2 separate regions of the Sus scrofa genome follow, and region 2 is linked to region 1. The links are chromatin contacts, called in public Hi-C maps. All regions are on one chromosome and are shown on one strand. Each heading gives the region's core, a stretch centred on a gene start, on an enhancer-like site or on the middle of the called end of the contact. The rest is flanking DNA. Distances are from core to core; before and after follow the strand shown. Region 1 holds the start of GAN (gigaxonin). Region 2 overlaps PKD1L2 (polycystic kidney disease protein 1-like 2).

Region 1 (3,320 bases), core at 650-3,149:
AGGCAACGCCGGATCCTTAACCCATTGAGTGAAGCCGAGGATCGAACCCAAAACCTCATGTTTCCTAGTGGGATTTGTTTCTGCTGCACCACGACAGCAACTCCTGTACTTGATTTTTGATTTTCTTTTAAGCCAAGTGGATGCCACTTAAAGAAGGGAAATAATGCATCTAAAGTAGTTTTCCTGAGCAATTCCCCCAACAGGGAAGAATACTCTGGATACAGGGAAGACTCTGGCCTGCTGATTTCAATTTTATGTTGATTGCTCACAGCTCTGAACTGCCAGCTATGAGCCGTTTGTCCTGTTGGCAATCTAAATTCCACACTAACGGCGACACCCCCCAAACCCATTATTAAATCCACAAGGAGTGCAAATGAATTTAAGAAGGAGAGCCAGGAAAGTTACCAGAGCGCTTGCATTGCTTCTGAGTTGGCACAAATGTCTCCTAATGCAAAGGTTAAAATGCAGTTTGTGTGTCGGATTTCTGCTAGGATAAAGCACTAAGAATACAGTACACATCATTTTGCTTTTTCTGACCTGTCAATTTCAGTGACATTCTCTACTATTAGTCTATATTTAACCAGCTTACTGGGCAGTTTCTATAGCTTTTAGCAGTTTTTTTTCCTTTTATTAAAAGACCGACCCAGTTTGCAAGAAAGTTGCTAAAACAGACCCCTTCCAAATGGGATACAATTGCAAGTGCACTGTGTCTTATCAACCTTTAATTCACCTCATCAGCTGAGCTAGCAAATCAGGTTAAGCTTTGTTTTAAAACGCCTCCTCTATGTCGCTAAAAGCTCGTGGTCCTCGGGGGGTAAGCATCCTGAGAACTAGTCCTTAAAATGTGCTACAGCTTAGTCTAACGTGTGTCTATAACGCACTACCCTTCCTTTTAAACACTTCCCACAAGGGAGTGGAAAAGTCACTTTTGAGAAGAACTTGGGCCTTGAGGGATCAGATCATCCATCCTAAGGAGGAAATCCAATAGCGTTTTCCCTCTGCCCACACCCGAAGGGAGGTGTTTGTTTGGCTCCGCGAGAGGGGCGCTCCCTGGCCGCGTTCTCGGCGCCGGGCCCGGCCCACTGTGAGTCGATTTGGAGGCGAACGACGGGCCGGCAAACTTCAGCCGGGATCCGCGAGCTGGGCCCCGGCGAAGGGGCGGGCTCTTCCCCGGTGCGGCCCCGCCCTACTTGCGGGTGCGGGTCTGGGGCCTCCGGGGCTCGGAAGCCCGAGTGAGCGCGAGGTGGTGGGACCCTGAAGGGAGAGGATGGGGGTATTGTGGTGAGGGTTCAACTCCAGAGGGGCAGTGGTCCGGTGGGGGCATGGGCCCAGCCCGGGGGCGACCAAGGCCACAAGGGCTGTCCTGGGGGGCGGCGACGGGTGAGGCCCGGCCGGGGTGTCTACCTGGGGGGACACCGCGCTCAGCGGTGACCAGAGGGACCCCAGCGGCTGGGGGGTGGGGACCTTGGGCTCCCGGGACACGCCCGACTCGCCCCGCCCCTGGGATCCCGGCAGCGCGGCCCCGCCCGGCCCCCTCCTCACCTGATGTACGGGCTGGCAGCTGCCAGGATGTTCTTCTGCACCGGAATCTCTTCCCCGTCGAGGACCAGGTGCGCGTCGCAGAAGCGGGACTCCTCGCGGAAAGAGCTGAGCGCTCGCAGCAGGCGCGCGGCGTGGTGAGGGTCGGACACGGCGCTGCCCTCGGCCATCGCGGTGCCCACTCCTCAGCTCGTGGGTCCGGCTCTTGACACCGCCCAACTAGACCCCTCCAGCGGCCCGCTTACGGCGCGCGTCCCGTCTGCCCAGCCCGCGCGCGCCCGCCTGCCCGGCCCGGCTCTCAGCGCTCGGAGCACAAGCGCGAGCCTCCGAAACGCGCCTGCGCCATCCGCGGCGCGAAGGGCCGGCGCCTTTAAGGAGCCACGGCGTTGCGTCATTTCTCCGCGACGCCCCCGCGCCCTAGCGCCCTCCCTCGCGCCCGCCGTCGCCGGAGGCGGCCAATCAGAAGCCTCGTTGCTACGCGGGACCGGCTGGTGTACGAAGGGCGCAGTGATGAGGGGCAGTCTACGGGTTGGAGAGATCCCTGCAGCGGTGGAGGGGTGCGCGGGCAGGGTAACTCTGTGGTTAAGCCCGTGGCCTCTGGCGCGGTGAGTCTGAATCCGAGTGTGAGCTCTTCCACTCACTAGCTGTGTGACCGTTGGGTAAGGTGCCCATCCTCACTTTGTCCATCTGCAACATGAAATCGATTTCTTAGTGTTGCTGCAGACTCCTATGAGGTAGCGCAAGTAAGCGAGGGCGCAGTAGGTGTAGCTTTTATTATTTACAGGGGAAAAGGCGCTTCCCAGGTAAGAGCACAGAGACTCGAGAAAGGGGGCCCTTAAAAGAGGGTTTGAGTTGCGGGCAAGACCCGGGGGGACATGTAGATGAAGAAGCACGCAGGGCCTCCTTAGTTGTCATGAGGTTGGTCTTGACCCTGTAGGTGTTAGGAACCACGAGAGGGTTTTAAGCAGAGCGTTTGTATGAAGATCAGTCAGCTGCTGCGTGGAGAATGGGGGGGTGGGGATGGAGTGTTTGCAAAAGGCAGAAATATGCTTAACTGTTGCTGTACTTGAGGGAAGGGAATGGTGGCCTGGATGGAATGGTGATGATAGAGGTGGACAGTAGTGGATGGCTTTAAAAGAACAGGCAGAAGGGGACCAGCATAATGTTCTGGGTTGAGTAACTGCATGATGTTAGTACGTTGCAGAGGGACATAGAAACGCTGAAGGAGTGGAAGGTAGCAAGGCCAGATGTTCATATACATCCAGGCTCCCCACCCAGTGAAGATCAAGGTGCTGACTTTGGATCAAGCACCTCCAGGTCAGGTTGGCTTGCAGGTTGTCTGACATTTCCTGGAACGTTGCTAAGGGTACATGGGAATGTGGATTGTAGCCCCCATTTTGTACAGACATTAGCTGCTCCACAAGCTTCTGAAGACTTAGCTGTTTTAGGAGGGCCAAGGACCAGAAGACTATGTCCAGCATTCTAGAGAAGGCCATGTGAGATTTTCACTGGATCACCTCAGTGTTTTCCTTCTGCCAACTCAGAAGCGCCAATAAAGTCCTGGATCTTTACCCTGAGCGAGCCAAGGCTTTGGAGTTACTGGCAACAATCAGAGTATGTAACTCTGGTGGAGTCACTGGCAAAAGAATAGATTGGGAGAATGATGTTACTAGTGGAAGGTCCAGGTAATACAGCCCAGTGTTTATGGATGAAATGATAAAAAAAAAAAAACAAAAAAACATCTAGGATTGGCTTCAAAACGAAGGGACAAGGGAAGTGGG
Region 2 (3,155 bases), core at 2-2,501, 92 kb after region 1:
TGGATCAGCTCGGTGCCTTTTCTTGTCTGGACTAGCTCAACTGGATGGTCTAGGATGGCCTCATTCATATGTCTGGCAGTTATCTGGATGTCGGCTAGTGGCATGTGTCACTCATCACCCAAGAGGCTAGCCTAGGCTCATGTGCATGTAGGCAGAAATTTCCAGCAGCAAGCGAGAGCAAGGCCCAATGGGCAAGCGTTCTTAAATCATGACTTGTATCACATTTTCTAATGTTCCACTGGCCAAAGCAAGGTCTGTGGCCAAGCTCAAACTGAACAGGTAGAGAAGTAGTGTCCACCTATTGATGGAGGAATGGCAGAGCCACAGGACAAAGGGTCATACGTACCGGAATGGGAGGAACTGGTGCTCACAGGTTTTCTCAGTGAAGAAAGTCACTTGAATGTTATGGGAGAGATGGGTCCTTTTGGTAGAATCTTCATCGAGTCACCATCCAAGATATCAGTAACAGGGTGAAGACATTCACCTAGGTGTAGGAGTATTTTTTGTTGGAAAAGATAATGAAAATAATAATAATAATAATAATAATTAATAATCGTCCAGTCAAGCCACACTCACACATGATCTCACTTAATCCTCACAACAACCCCTTGAGCCAGAGCTCTGCTGTCCAGTATAATAGTCACTCACCATATGAGCTTCTAGGCCCTTGGAATACAGCTGTTCTCCATTGAGATGTGCTGTAAATGGAAACGCACATGGGATGCTGAGACTAGCCCCTCCCCACCAAAGAATGTAAAATATCTCGCTAAGTGGTGTTTTGATATTGACTATACATTGAAAGGAGAGTATTTTGGATCTACTGAGCTAAAGAAATAAATTATTAAAATTAATTTCACCTGTTCTTCTAACGTTTTACAATGTGACCATTAGAAAGTTTACAATGACACGTGTGGTTCACACAGTTTCTGTTGGATGGTGCCAAGCTAGATAATGATCATCTGGTTTCACAAAGCTGTTGAGGCTTAGACAAGTCCAGAGCACTGTCTGAGCCATGCAGCTAGTGAATGGCCGCTCAGCCAGGCAAGCCAGGGCCACCTGGAATAGCACAGCCAGGAAAGCTAGGCTGGCCCGGAATCAAAGCTCAGATTCTCAGGCCCCAGTGGAGAGCACAGCACACAGCTTCGGGGGCCCAAGGGCACTGGGCCCTGCATCCTCCAGGGAACATGACCTCCCCAACCTGAAGGCAGCTGAATACATGTGTAACATTTCAAAGTCCTCCTTGGGCCTGTGGCCAGCTCCATTCTGCCCTGCTGGGTGACCCCAGCTGGAGGGGTGCCCCAGACAGTTCTAGATCCTCCTTAGGTTCTGGCCCAGTTCAACATGGATCCCCAGGGAAATCAAGGAGGCCTATAAGTCCCTCTCCTAATCCCAAAACATCTCCGGTTCTACTCTGTGGGGGCTAGAAGTTCTGAATCCAGCCCCAGAGGTACCTGGCATTTCTGGAAGCCCTTGGTAGGCTGGGACAAAGAGAGGACCAGCCCTGTCCACAGCCCAAATGTGAGCCAGGATCTCAAAGTCAGCATCCTCTGGGGCCTCAGGCATTGTCCCATGCCACCAAATTAAATGGTACAAGGGCTGGGGTTCTAGTCACAGATATAAAACCAGAAAGAATCCCTGAGTTTCGGCTTCCTTCCCTGTCACATTTATATTGATGGCAGTCTTAACTGTTGCACAGAGTAAAATGAGAAATTATATATGAAGATGCTCTGTCGGGAAAAAAAAAAGTTTAAGGGATACCAGTACCCATGGCACTGTTCTGCAGGTTTCTTCCCCTTTGCTGCCATTTCGTCAATTTGACAAGAAATGCTGAGTTACCCAATCTTTCAGTCCCTGAATTTTAAACAACTTGCATTTGGCAAAAGTCAAAATTGACTGGCTGTAGCCTTGCTAAGATCTTTAGTTACACAAGGACATTCCAGTGATAAACAAACATAGTTAAAAACTGGAGCACATGGGACAAAATGCAAATAGTTGTCTGCTCTGGATGGTAAGTTCCAGGGTGTTTATCATACTACTCCTTGGAATTCTCCGTGCGATGCACGTTTGTCATAATCTAAGAGAAAGAGCAATAAACCACGCTTTACATTCACAATCCCTCTGGGCGTTCACCGTAAGTGAAAGCCACTGGCATTGTTTTCCTCTTTCAAAAGAAAATAGCTGGTGACACGCTCCACCATCATCCCACCAAATAACCCAGTTTGGTCTACTTCAAAGATTTGATAGACCTTGAAACTATCCACTCACCTTCTTCTGTCATTGTTAGTACCATTGGAGATACACTTCTGATGCTTCCTTATCAGCACTAGCAGCCTCAGCACTCAATCTACGTGGTCAAAAATGGCATGAATTTTAAGTATACGGAAGTCACGTATTTTCTGTGAACATCACCATGCTTTTTAAAATATGTTTGTATGGACTCCTACTTTTGCTTAATATTTCTTCAAGCTAAGAGGAGGGCATTTTCAAATGGACCCTCCGCCTCCATCCTAGATAAATAACATGAGATAATGGGATAGGATCCAACCTCAAACAGAAACAGCTTAATATCAACGGATTTCTCCTTTAAAAGCTCCATCTCGCCTTGCACTTCCCATGTCTTGTGTTCATTTGCATGGCAAGTTGTTTCATTTCTCTGTTGCCGTGAGTAAATTTCTATATTTCTGAAATTATATTATGCGCCTTAAGGGACAATTTGCATAAGGTGATATTGTCCAAGTCCAGTGCTGGGTAACTCAGCGCCATCTGCTGACAGATTTGGGGGTTGCCGTCATTCTTGGGCCTTCATTCAGCATCACTTCCCCGCACAGCTGAGGCTAGAGTGGACCTTTCCTTCCCATTAGGTTGTATCTCATTCATGTCAAGTATCAAAGCAATGTATACAAATCGGTAAGTGAGAAAGGTTCAAACTAATGTGTAAACCTTTTATCGAGGCATAAGACGTATACAGAAAAGTGCACAAAAAGATACAGTTCAATTAATTTTTACTCAATGAACTCATCCATGTAACCAGCACCAGATCAAGAAACAAATGGAGTTCCCATCGTGGTGCAGTGGTTATTGAATCCGACTAGGAACCATGAGGTTGTGGGTTCGATCCCTGGCCTTGCTCAGTGGGTTAACGATTCGGCGTTGCC

The links. A called contact is a pair of places that touch in the nucleus more often than the background predicts.
Region 2: a Hi-C map of liver shows a contact between it and region 1, with 4 times the contacts expected there. The contact joins the enhancer-like site here to the promoter of GAN in region 1. A contact is called at or near these places in 2 of 5 promoter capture datasets (fetal liver and liver) and 4 of 47 Hi-C or Micro-C datasets (brain, embryonic fibroblasts, fibroblasts and 1 more).

Annotation. Positions count from the first base shown.
Region 1 is chr6:6,987,771-6,991,090 of Sscrofa11.1, forward strand. It overlaps GAN (gigaxonin), which reads right to left and starts at 1,900. Exons shown (of 11, transcript XM_003126840.6): 1 at 1,543-1,900. The coding sequence starts at 1,709.
Region 2 is chr6:7,080,445-7,083,599 of Sscrofa11.1, forward strand. The region is part of intron 5 of PKD1L2 (polycystic kidney disease protein 1-like 2); the gene reads left to right. Among named protein-coding and RNA genes, the nearest start is that of PKD1L2, 17 kb to the left of the region's middle. Within about 2 kb of position 1,252, at least 2 of the 83 cell types and tissues checked have an H3K27ac peak or open chromatin away from gene starts, as enhancers often do. A contact at or near this core is called in fetal liver and liver, where this site is marked.